Regions from separate parts of the Mus musculus genome. Here region 1 is linked to region 2. The links are chromatin contacts, called in public capture Hi-C maps. All regions are on one chromosome and are shown on one strand. Each heading gives the region's core, a stretch centred on a gene start, on an enhancer-like site or on the middle of the called end of the contact. The rest is flanking DNA. Distances are from core to core; before and after follow the strand shown. Region 1 overlaps Sntg1 (syntrophin, gamma 1). Region 2 has its middle 26 kb from the start of Gm39589.

Region 1 (5,792 bases), core at 688-3,187, 830 kb after region 2:
CAATCTTGGGAGGTTGGGAGAAAGAGATTTCCATTTAAATTAAGCACCGTTCCTTGTAATATTTTTAGTGAAGGATAAAATACACTCCAAGGTGAAAGCCACAAGAAAGAAGAAAATACAAAACGAGTAGAACAAGGAGTTACAAACTAGGCACAACCAAGGTACTGTACATGGTGTGGAATTGTTACAGCAGGCAATTTTTAAATCTTTTTAAAAATTTTTTTTAATTTATATGAGTACACTGTAACTGATTTCAGACAAACCAGAAGAGAACATCAGATCCTGTGATTGTGAGCCACCATGTGGTTGCTGGGATTTGAACTCAGGACTTTCAGAAGAGTAATCAGTGCTCTTAACTGCAAAGCCATCTCTCCAGTCCCATTAAAATATTTTTTATGTTTCAATGTCACCAATAAATACCAGTAAGATTTAGAGCAGAGTGACATGTGTTTCCTGCAAGGAAACATAACACTGAAAACTGTAAATATTCAATCCCTAGGCAAATATCTGTTCAAAAAATAGGACTGAAGTGAGAAAGACACATTTACTAAATCCTGACTCTATCGCAGGCTAAACCTGAGGTCAGCCTGACCCTCAGACACTTATGGTACTTATTGCTATTTTAAAACTTTCTTGCTATTTTGCAAGGCAGAATATCTTGATATCCTGCCAGGCCAGCAAACAATTACCCCAACAACACCAATGGGAAACACTGACTGTGGGTTTTGTCATCATAAAACCCCTGCTTACTCAGCTAGAGGTACCTCTGGACCTGTATCACAGGATAAGAGTACAAAACACATATCGATTAAAAACTTCAATTTCACTAAGAGCTCATCCTGGCCTCCTTGTCTTGGGTAAGAGTACCCAATTTACAACAAGATCACATCTATTAATGTAATGTTAATATAAATAATCCTGTGTGTCATCATCAAAGCAACGGGAGAGGTTGGATTTCATTTTGCAGCACCTGTGAACTAGATAGCATTGTTTTCTACTCTGTTAGGAACATGCTGCAATCTAGTAGGTCTCTTTCTCTCTCTCTCTCTCTCTCTCTCTCTCTCTCTCTCTCTCTCTCTCTCTCTCTCTCTCTCTCCACACAAACACACACACACACATTTTCTCACATTCTCTCTCATTTTCTGTCTCTCTCTTTGTGTGTGTCTCTCTCACACACATAAATACACACACACAATCAAAAGGAAAAGTAATAAAAATAAATGTATTAACACAACATGTGGGACTGGGAAAGGCAGCCTGTTTTCTGGTCGAGCTAGGTTGAAATCTCCCAGACCCAGCAGGTGTTCCTGCAAGGGATAGGAGACCCTTTTGCCATGTTCCCAGACACTAGGCTCCTGATAGGAGGCCCCAGCTCCATAATTCTAAGGGCATCAGTAGGGCCACACCCCAAGTCCCTGGTATTCTCTCTGGATTCCACCCCTACAGTTACCTGGCAACAGCCAGGTATGCTCTTCCCCATGGTTACCTGGCAATAGCCAGATAGGCCTGACCTACTATAAAGGAGCTGCTTGCCCCCTCCTCCCTCTCTTACTCTTACTCCTGCTTCCCATTTGCTTCTCTCTTGCCTCTTGTTCCCCCTGTCTCTACATTCCCTTCCCCACTTTCTCCACATGGCCATGGCCAGCCCCTAATTCTCTACTCTCTACCTCTTTCTGCTTTTCTCTGCCTCTACTCCATGACAATGAATGCCTTAAAACCACGTACTGTCTCTTCTCATCGGGATCCAAATGCTGGAGCAATGTAGCAGGTCTTTCTCTAAAGAACTGCACGTCTAATCTCATGCAGGAGGCCTCTTTGAGTTCCCAGCTATGGCCACCACCAAGCCTAGGATTTTCATCCCCTTGAGAATCAGCCTGAACTCTCTCCTCCAGCCCTTTTCCCTTTGGCCCTGGGCCAGAACCTGCCCGCAGACCCACACTCTTTTCTTGGCTCTTCCGTGGCATCCAGTGGAGTCTGCGGTGCCCAAGAGTGGGAACCTGCTGTCCTGGCCTCCGGTCCCCGTATGGCCAGGACCCCTGAGACAACTCCAGCAGTCCACAGGGACCCCAGCGCTTTCCCACCTACTGAGCGGGGTCCTGCGGCTTCTCACAGCCTGAGTCCCACCAGGTGGCATGGGCTGCATAGAGTCAAACTTCCTGAATCCTGCCTCGCCCAGGGGCCAGAGCAACAAGTTCTTAGAAACACTTGTGACCTCAGCACTAACACTTAGGACCTATGAGATTGATAATTTCATTTTGCCAAAGTTTGCAACTTAAAATGAGAAAATCAAATGTATAGTCTTAGATTCACATATGGATTTCAGGCATGGGATAAACTAGCAACTTTATATAGGAAGAGATAGCTAAACAAAAGGAATCATAGCCAAGATCAGCTCACAAAACAAGGAACACTATAGCCAATAGCCTATAGAAATATCCTGTAGCTTGTCTTGAAGCTTGCTTGTTAAAATCACCATTTTCCCCTGAAAGGGTGTACACCAAAGAGGTAAGCCCAGCTGCTTTGGACTTCCCCAAGGCTTCTGGATATCCTCTTCCTCATATCTGTAATAAAAACCTCCCCAGGCATGGATTGCTTTGTTTTGTGGCATCTCTGAACCCTTAGTTACACAAACTACTTTTTAAAAAGAATGCTTAAGGAAACCCCCAAACAACAAAAACATGAAAACTAGGAAAAAAAGAAAATGTCCATGACCCCACAGCTTCAGAAACGAATAAGCATTTCAACCTCAACAAGCAAGAAAATCAAACTCTCTCATTGAGAGCTGAAGTGACTGCCCTTTTTGTTTCTGCTTGCTAGAAACATGGTCTTTCTCAGATCCTGGGACAAATGGCTAAGGTGCCTATTTAACATATCAAGCAGACCTCAGTTACCTGTTAGGGTCCTCCTGGCTCAGGTTCCCTACACTAAACCCTCCAGCTCAGGGAGCTGGTTTGTCCTCCCCTATGTAATCCAGCGACTTGTTTTGATTTTTTTTTTTTTTTTTGTAAGGTTACCTTCTTGCCAGCAGCACTGGGTTCACCTCTCTTTCCTCTCCCTTCCACCTCCAGTTCTCACAGGGCCATGAACACTCTGGACCTTCACCAGATGTGTCTGCCTCTGGCTATACTCTTCCTTTTATCTACAGTAAACTTTCACCTCCACCATACTTAGAAGCAGTCATGTTCTTTTGGGTTTTTTTCTTTCTTTCTTTCTTTCTTTCTTTCTTTCTTTCTTTCTTTCTTTCTTTCTTTCTTTCTTTTTTTGTAGTTGTTCAGTGGTTATGCACAAATGTGTGATTAATAATCTCAGGTTGGAAATCAAAGTTAGCAATCACAAGCTGTTACTTTAACTTTAAAAATATTCCTTGGTTATTTAACTCAATTAGATGCTCCTCACTCAGCAAAATCACAGACTTGCTTCCTAGAGTTTTCATGGTTTTGGTGCATTTGGAGTCTCCAAGGAGCATAAGTTTGAGAGGAGTCTAGTTTTGGAAGGTGTTATGTATGCTATCAGAGTAGAAAATTAACCATCAATTATGCATATTGAATGTAATGGGGATAGTCAACCATTTTATGATTGTATTTAAGGCCTATTACACAATATGTAATTCCTGCCTGGCATTGTTATTGTAGCCATAAATGCCTGTCTAGGTAGGTCATGTACCATAGGGGACAAACTATTGCTATTATTATAATATTGGAACACAGTATTACACTTACACATAGATTTGTGTTTAATGAGTACATCCCTCAATTATCAAATCATATGTTCTTGCAATAAATTTTGATTAACACAAATGCACACAAGTTAACATGAAGAAAATTAAAGACAGTGTGTTAGCATTTCCTCTAGGCTCCATCCAACAGCTACCTACCAACAGCCATGTATGAACTTGGCTTGCTATAAAAAAAAGACTGTTTGACCCCTCTCTCTCTCTCTCTCCTTCCCTGCTACTCTTCATGTGTTCCTGGCCAGCCTCCTTCCTTTTTTCTCACTCCTCTCTCTTTCTGACCTTTTCCTCCCTCTTTCTTACTCTGCTTCTACTCCCTTCCCCACTTCATTTATTCTAGGATGGTACCTGGGGTGAGGAGGGGGATGCCTCAGAATTGGCCTGCTAAGGCACCACCACTTGCTGCATCATGCCACTGCATTACAAAACATAACCCTGTAGACTGCTCAGCCCTAAAAGAGGATCTGTATCTACACTCCCTAAGTCTCAGGGTTATCACAGACACAGGGACAAAATTATGTCAAGTATCAGAAGCATGGATAGCTACAGGGAAATAGTGTTTTCCTGACTAAACAGCATAGTTGCACATCTCAATTCACAGTGTTTCTGACATCTTGCACAAGGTCTGCACAATATCAAGACAGACAAAAATCATAGTTTGGAGGAGGACTCTGACAGTACCAATGCTAGCTTAGGGCCTTCTGGAAACTGATTGCTCCTGAAAGAGGAAGAGTTATCATTTTTTCAGAATGCAGGCCCTGAAGCCGGGCAGTGTTGGCACATGCCTTTAATCCCAGCACTTGGGAGGCAGAGGCAGGCAGATTTCTGAGTTTGAGGCCAGCCTGGTCTACAAAGTGAGTTCGAGGACAGCCAGGGCTATCCAGAGAAACCCTGTCTCGAAAAACAAAAAACAAACAAACAAACAAAAAGAATGCAGGCCTTGAGAGGCTACACATAATCCAATAGATGCTCTTTCACCAGTGCAAATATAGCCATCACTAGATCACCTAAGTGAGTTATAAAATTTAGGAGGGAATAGTGGTGAAGGAGATAGAATATCAAAAGATTTGAACAAAACACAATATATTAACATGAAGTTATCAATAAAAATCAATAAAAATGAACTGTTCACAGTGGGGAAAGGAAACAAAAAATATTAAACTGGATATAAATAAAACAAAACAAAATAAAGAAAAATACATTACTTGGAAATTTGTGGGCTCCAGTGGAATTTTTTTTCTTTTTCTTTCTTTCTTTTTTCTTTCTTTCTTTTTTTTTGTTTTTGTTTTTTGTTTTGTTTGTTTGTTTGTTTGTTTGTTTTTCAAGGCAGGGTTTCTCTGTGTAGCCCTGGATGTCCTGAAACTTGCTCTGTAAACCAGACTGGCCTCTAACTCAGAAATCTACCTTCCTCTCTCTCCCAAGTGCTGGGATTAAAGTCATGCCACCATTGCCTGGCTTTCCAATGGAAATCTTGAGGATAAAATTTCACAGCTATTTTTAGTAATCTTTGGGCTTGGAATAAGTCTGAGAATAAAAATGAGTTCTAAAAAGTAAATGGTGGCATCAAGCACAAAGATTTTGGGTGGGTCATGTTATTTGCTTTTTATCTGCTATTTTATTTGACAAGTTTTGTACACATTTTTAACATGACCCCTGCCACATGGATTGCCATCTCTCTGGAACTGTTGTTCTTCTTAACAGGTCCCTTTTCTATTTTCATGTCTTCCTTATGTGTGTGGCATGTAAATTTAATAAATTAGAAGTTTTGCATGAGTTTGGATAAGAGGTTATCAGAGTCCATGTCACTGAGAAAAATGAAACACCCTCCTCCAGCAGCCATTACATAGCAATAGTCCCTTAGAGATCAGTAGGGCATCATTAGATATTCTCCAAACTGAGATTAAATGCTGGCACAACCAATCCTGTTGCTGGTCTTCCTTACATAATAATCAAAACTTCAGTGAGTTTACAAGTGCTGTAGCTAAGCTATGTCTATAATATACCTTGTTACTATAAACATCTCTATTCTCTGGCTCTCACATTCTTTGCAATTCCTTTCTCA
Region 2 (6,138 bases), core at 2,275-4,774:
AGAAAGAAATCATTAACTATCATTTTTCTTCTTGGTACCAGGCTTCTCCGTTCCGAACCTCTATTTGGATATCACATATAACTACCACCTTTAGGGAGTAGTATACCTGAATCAAATTTAGGTGTTGATGGCTTCCATGAGGGAGACTGCTATTTTGCCCCTAATATTATATAACCATCTATCTGAGCCGTGTTTTAGAGTATCCCTTTCTTTTTTGTGACCCAGTATTTTTTTGTCTGTTGAGCAATTCATGTCTCCTTCCTTAATATCTTTATGATGAAGCTAACTCATTAATGAAGCTTCCGCTGTTCTTTCAGGTCTGTGAACCCACTAATACAATTCCTATTGCATCATCATATTTTGCAGAGTTGAGGAGTCCTGTAAATAACAGCTCTAACACTTATTTATGTATTCTTGAGCTCATGTTTTCAGAGTTCTTTCCCATAGCTGTAAGGGCTGTCCTGAAGTTCACAGCATCACCATTTTGCTATGGATCACCAGACACATTCTTGCTTCCCAGAGTCATACTGTTTCTGATATTCATGGAGTCATTGATGTTGCCAGGGAGAACATTCCCCAAAGGAGGAACATGAAATAAAATATGTACATTATCATGCAAACAAGCTTAATCCTATAGCAACCACCAGCACTTGAGAAGATCTGCATTAGTCTGGTGTATGGATCTGCATGCTCTCTTTCAGTACTGTTTTATTATAAGTGCCTTTAAGGATTGATTTTGACATATAGCTAAGCCTCCACCAGTGTTTCAATGGTTCCTAGAAAGTCCTTGAAGCCGACCCTGAGCTTGGAATTCAGTAAGAATGTTACCTATTCTGTAACACTCAAATTTACTTCTAGTAGAGACAGTGAAAATAATTAGGCATTACAATTTACTTGAATAGAGCTAGAAATCTCAGGGCTAGTCTACATAGTAATTACTTAGGACAATAGCCGAGTCACACCCAAACACAGGAATACACAATGGGCTAAGAAATAGGTGGGTTATAGTATTATTTATGAAAGGATTAGTAGAACAGAATTTCTATGGTGCAGGATTTTTCACTAGGCCCCAGAGGAATTAGCATAATCAGGTATTTACTAAAGAACCCCTGGTGGTGGGTTTAACAATAGACTAGCATTGTATCAGAGCATTCACCTGGTTCCTGTGTTTAGCCGATCTTAATTAGGGTTGTTCCTATTCTCAGTTGTGAACAAGGCCTGGCTCCTGTCATCTTTTTATGTATGCATTTTCTTTATTTGCTGTAAGAACCAGTGTACCTTGTATTCGACAAGCCTTCTTCTTTTTCTTCTATATTAAAAGTCTGGTGTTTGCTTGGAGAACAGACATCCAGATACAGCACTCCCTTGTGTCTGTGTCCGTTTGTCACTTTTTTTTTGTCACCAACTGCATGTGCGCCTGTAACGGTAACCCCAAAAATTTTTTTCCGCGGATTGAGGGAGGCCAACTAGGACTGGTCCGTGGCACTGAATACTATCCAATGCAATTCAGCATCTTCTTTGGAATAATCTCCTTTCTCCTAGTACATGATTCTAATCCTGTGCCTAACAATCACAAGTTTGACATGTCACCACTGGCCTTACTATTACACATAGGTCCAGTATTTTAGCATGTCTGAGTATTAGTGTTCTTTTAGACCAATTATTTAATTATTTCTCACAACAATGACATCAGTCCCCATGTCTCTCTCTACTTTAAAGAGTTGATAGTGATTTTATACTTCATAGTGCCTTGTAAAACTTGTAATTCTGAAGAAGTATACAACTTGTTCTTTAATCTGTAAATATAATTGATTATTAATTTCTGAAATTTAATAGAAAATGTGCTTTCATAAATATTAGGTAAGTTATGCAATTAATATATTTTATTTGTTGACAAAATTTGTTGAAAATTTCTCTGAGAAGAATAATGAAAATTAACACCAGAGCTGGATATTGTCAATACAAGAAACACAGAGATAACTTCAAATGACATTATTTATGGAGTACTTAAACATGTCCTGCACTATGATAAATTTTTCATACCTGTTTTAATTTTTAAATTTTGAAGTGTTTTATATTAAACATTGAAGTGTTTTATATAGCAGTCTCAACCTGCTCAAGGTTAGTGCAGGACAAAAGAGCAAGTTCATCAAGTGTGGAAGTCCTAAATCAATATATGCTAGTCACAGAATCTATGCTAGTCACTCAAAAGTTGATGTTTCAGTAGATCTGTGATTTTGTATCTGTTTTTATTTTGATCAATGAGAAAATAGGCTTTGTGTGTGTGTGTGTGTGTGTGTGTGTGTGTGTGTGTGTGTGTGTGTGTGTGTGTTTATGTTCCACTTGGGATTGAATGTAGAGCCTTACCTATCCTGGGCTATCAGAGTCACTTAAATCCTCACACCAACTTTCTGCTTTTCTAATGAACTTCCAAGTGTTCCAAAAATTTTGGTGCCAAAACCATGCTTTAGATTTTCTTAAGTGGGAATTTGAGTGGGTGAGTATTTAAGTAGGTTGTTGTATTTGTGAGATGAGCTGAATAGTGTGCCTTGTGAGGAGTGGGTGTGGCAGCAGTCCCAAGATGGCACCCAGGACTGTTGCTAAGTCTTATAATTTGCACCTGACATCCTCATACACCTGAAAATAAGCCACAACCATCATGAGAATTCCACAGGTGAACCATGATGCTGGTGGTGTAAACAAGTCCATATTTGGTGAAGACACGCCCCTGCCACCCTGAATGGCTGAAGCTGCGTGCCTGGTGAGGTGACATGGCCTGATGTGAGTGGGTGGGGGCTGAGAGTATATAAGAGTGAGATGCCTGGGGTTCTGGAGAGAGAGAGAGAAAAGAGAGAGAGAGATGAAGAGAGAGAGATGAAGGGAAAGAGATGAATAGGGAGAGAGATGAAGGCTGAAGCTTGCTGAATAAACTGCTGTTAGAAGAACTGGTAGTCATGTCCTTGCTGGTCGAGGGCGGTTGCCACAGTACCTTAGTTGGGTTTTTGCCCATAGCAAAATGTCTGAGATCCTGCTATCTATGATGTGCTGGAAGTACAGGACTTCATCACCATGCACATGTGGAGTACCACAAATGGTTCACTGTTGTTCTTAAAATAATATTAACAAAGGAGAAAAATGCGCTAATGATTCAAGAGAAAATCAGTTTTATTCTTTTTTAGTAGAATTAATATTTTCTTGAAATATACTTAATTTTTTCTTTGTTTTTTGTTTTCCTTTTAACTACCTTATCTTTTTACAGACATTGCAAGATTGTACACATTCCCAGGATGGCTTTGAAAACTGAATACTGACTGAGATCTGCATAGTCTGAGTTTCCTTTATGAAAATATTATCATCTTTCCTGGTTCCCTTCCCACTTCAACAATCACTAATTGGTGGACAGGCATGAATGGCTCATATAACTTTTGTGACACAGAGGAAAAAACACTCAGAACAAAATCATTTTTGTAATCTCCCCCAGGCTGAAACAGGCTGGTTCAGACTCCATTACCACTGAGAATTAGACTGCCTGGGGTGGAGCCTTCCTGCCTAGATGGCTCTATTGTTCTGCCACCTACCACTGCTCCTCCTTGGTAGCACAAGACACTGCTACCTGCTGAGAGGCCGCTGAGATATTCAGGAGGAATTCCTGCAAGTCACCTACAGGCTGGCTCCAGACACCAAGAATGGACTGGCGGGGGATGGGCCTTCTCCTTTATAAGCACACTCTCTAAGTAAACTGGCAGGTCTTGAACAGAATCATGTCTTGGTCTCCATTAATTTCTCTCTCAGTCTAGTCAATTTCAGCCCCAGCCTACCTCCCAGGTATACCTGGTTCAAGTAGGCCATGGGCCGGCTTACAACACATTTTTATCAGAGATCACTAAATTTGAGTGATACTATTTGAGTGATATCTGTAAGACATTTCTTCCTTCCACATCTCCTATTCTAAGAAATCAAGTCTGTAGCTATAAAATAAAATAAAATAAAATAATATAAAATAAAATAATATAAAAATATAAAATAATATATAATAAAATAGGAAATAATATAAAATAAAAAAAGGAGATCTGAATGGAGAACTTTGTGTATGAGGAACAAAAGGAATTGTAAAAAACAGGTAATTTTCTCAGATAACCTTGCTCAAGAAACCAGTGAATTACATTATTGGCTTGATTGCAATGTATTTGGTAGGTTCCATCATACACACTGAAAGTCTCCTAAGAACCTATATCTGGCCATGAGTTTTTCATTTAACAACCTCTTATTATACTATTTTGAAATTTTTTATTGTAATTTATTTACAATGTGTTACTCCATTACCTTTTCCTTTCCAAACCTCTCATACTCCCTTCTCTTACTCTATTATACCCAGGGCCTCTTACATGCAAATATGTATTTGTATACCCATATATATTCATAAGTAATCTGTTGAGTCCATAGATTTACTTGTATGTTTTTTGTTTTGTTTTGTTTTGTTTGGGGGGGGGGGGTTGTTCGAGACAGGGTTTCTCTGTGTAGTCCTGGCTGTCCTGGAACTCACTCTGTAGACCAGGGTGGCCTCAAACTCAGAAATTTGCCTGCCTTTTCTTACCAAGTTCTGGGATTAAAAGTGTGCCCCACCACACCTGGCCGTATGTGTGTTTTTAATACTAATGTTTTGATACTGGACAACCAGGTGGTATACTTTTCCCTGGGGAAAACTATCACTACTTCTCTCAGTTTTACTCCATTTTCTATAGTTCTACATATAAGCATCGGGCCTTAATGTCCTTTCCCCATTCAGTTTGATGTCATCCCTGTTCTTCTAATATTTGGGAAGTCATGTTGGTGAAACTTTACAGATGCAGCTTCTGATGTTACTAGAAGACATAATTTCACAACCAACTCCGTGATTCTTGGCATTTACAGTCTTTCTGCAACTTCTTCCACAATGTTTCCTGAGTCTTAGGTGTAGTAGTATTTTTTAGAAATGTTGGTTGGAACTTGGCTCTAACTAATCATTTTGATTAGTTGTGGTTTTCTCTAATGGTCTCCATGTTTGGATAGAGAATTTTCCTTGATAAAGGGCATTTGCACTTTTGTACACTTACCTGTAGGTATAAGGACTAATGTTTATAGATTATTCTTAGGGGTTAAGGTGGTTTAGTATATTATTACTTATAGATTCTCCTACAATAAGCATTATTTAACTAGCACCACATAGGTTTCCAGTACATGGCACGGTACGCCTTTTGAGTGGGTCACAACTCCTGTTAAAGAGCTATAAATTCTGCTGAAATATATTTGTCACTACTCCATCTGTAGTGTTATTATTCAGTGTTGAAGTTTGATAGGGTTCACAGACTTCAGAGCTGGGTAGGACTATGGGCTACCTACCTTCTTTGAAGCTTGAATAATGGCTTCTAGAGTTTTCAAATGAGAAGGCATTTAGCTCATTTCCATCTCAATGGCCTCTTGGTCATTCATCTAGAGTGCATGGTGTTTTCAGAAATAGGAACTTACCTTCAACATCTGAATGATAACCATTGGCAAGTGCCATAAGATATATATATATATATATATATATATATATTGGACGTCTCTTAGCCAATATTGGCCAAAATCTCAAAAAGAGGCTTCTCGTGTGTGGTACTCATTTTGTTTGTTTGTTTGTCCGTATTGCGTTTAGGTGGTCCCTAGTTCTTTGAGAGAGCACTGGCATTCCAGTTGAGAAAAGTTCTTGAAAATTATATAACTTTAATTATATACTGAATTACAATTATTATATTATTTCACATCCCTCCCTTCTCCTCCTAAACATATTTCCCTCTTGCTTCCCCAAAGATACCCCCTTTACAAATTCTATCACTTCTTTCCTATTCCTTCCCTTTACCACCACCCAATTATTCTGTATTTCTCCCCCTTACCCCGAGAAGTCTCTCTTTTCTTTTTCCTTGATCATACCCCTTATATCCTGCTATTCCCCCTCTCTATTGCCAGCAATATTTAGGTTGTTCCTATTATCTATCTACAGTAACTACAGTAGGAACTAAAATGGTTAATCAAGTATTTTTGAAGTAGAATGTTGTTGAATCTCTTGAGTATATATGGCATGGAGTATTATAATTGGGTTATATGATAAATGTATTTTTAGTT

The links. Capture Hi-C pulls out chosen DNA fragments and counts their contacts.
Region 1: a contact with region 2 is called in a capture Hi-C map of embryonic stem cells, with 7 times the contacts expected there. The contact joins two enhancer-like sites. A contact is called at or near these places in 1 of 115 datasets of contacts at active chromatin or transcription factors (embryonic stem cells) and 1 of 9 other capture datasets (embryonic stem cells).

The regions. Positions count from the first base shown.
Region 1 is chr1:8,923,709-8,929,500 of GRCm38.p6, forward strand. The region is part of intron 3 of Sntg1 (syntrophin, gamma 1); the gene reads right to left. Among named protein-coding and RNA genes, the nearest start is that of Sntg1, 370 kb to the right of the region's middle. Within about 2 kb of position 1,938, at least 12 of the 459 cell types and tissues checked have an H3K27ac peak or open chromatin away from gene starts, as enhancers often do. A contact at or near this core is called in embryonic stem cells, where this site is marked.
Region 2 is chr1:8,093,612-8,099,749 of GRCm38.p6, forward strand. No RefSeq gene overlaps it. Among named protein-coding and RNA genes, the nearest start is that of Gm39589, 26 kb to the right of the region's middle. Within about 2 kb of position 3,525, at least 8 of the 459 cell types and tissues checked have an H3K27ac peak or open chromatin away from gene starts, as enhancers often do. A contact at or near this core is called in embryonic stem cells, where this site is marked.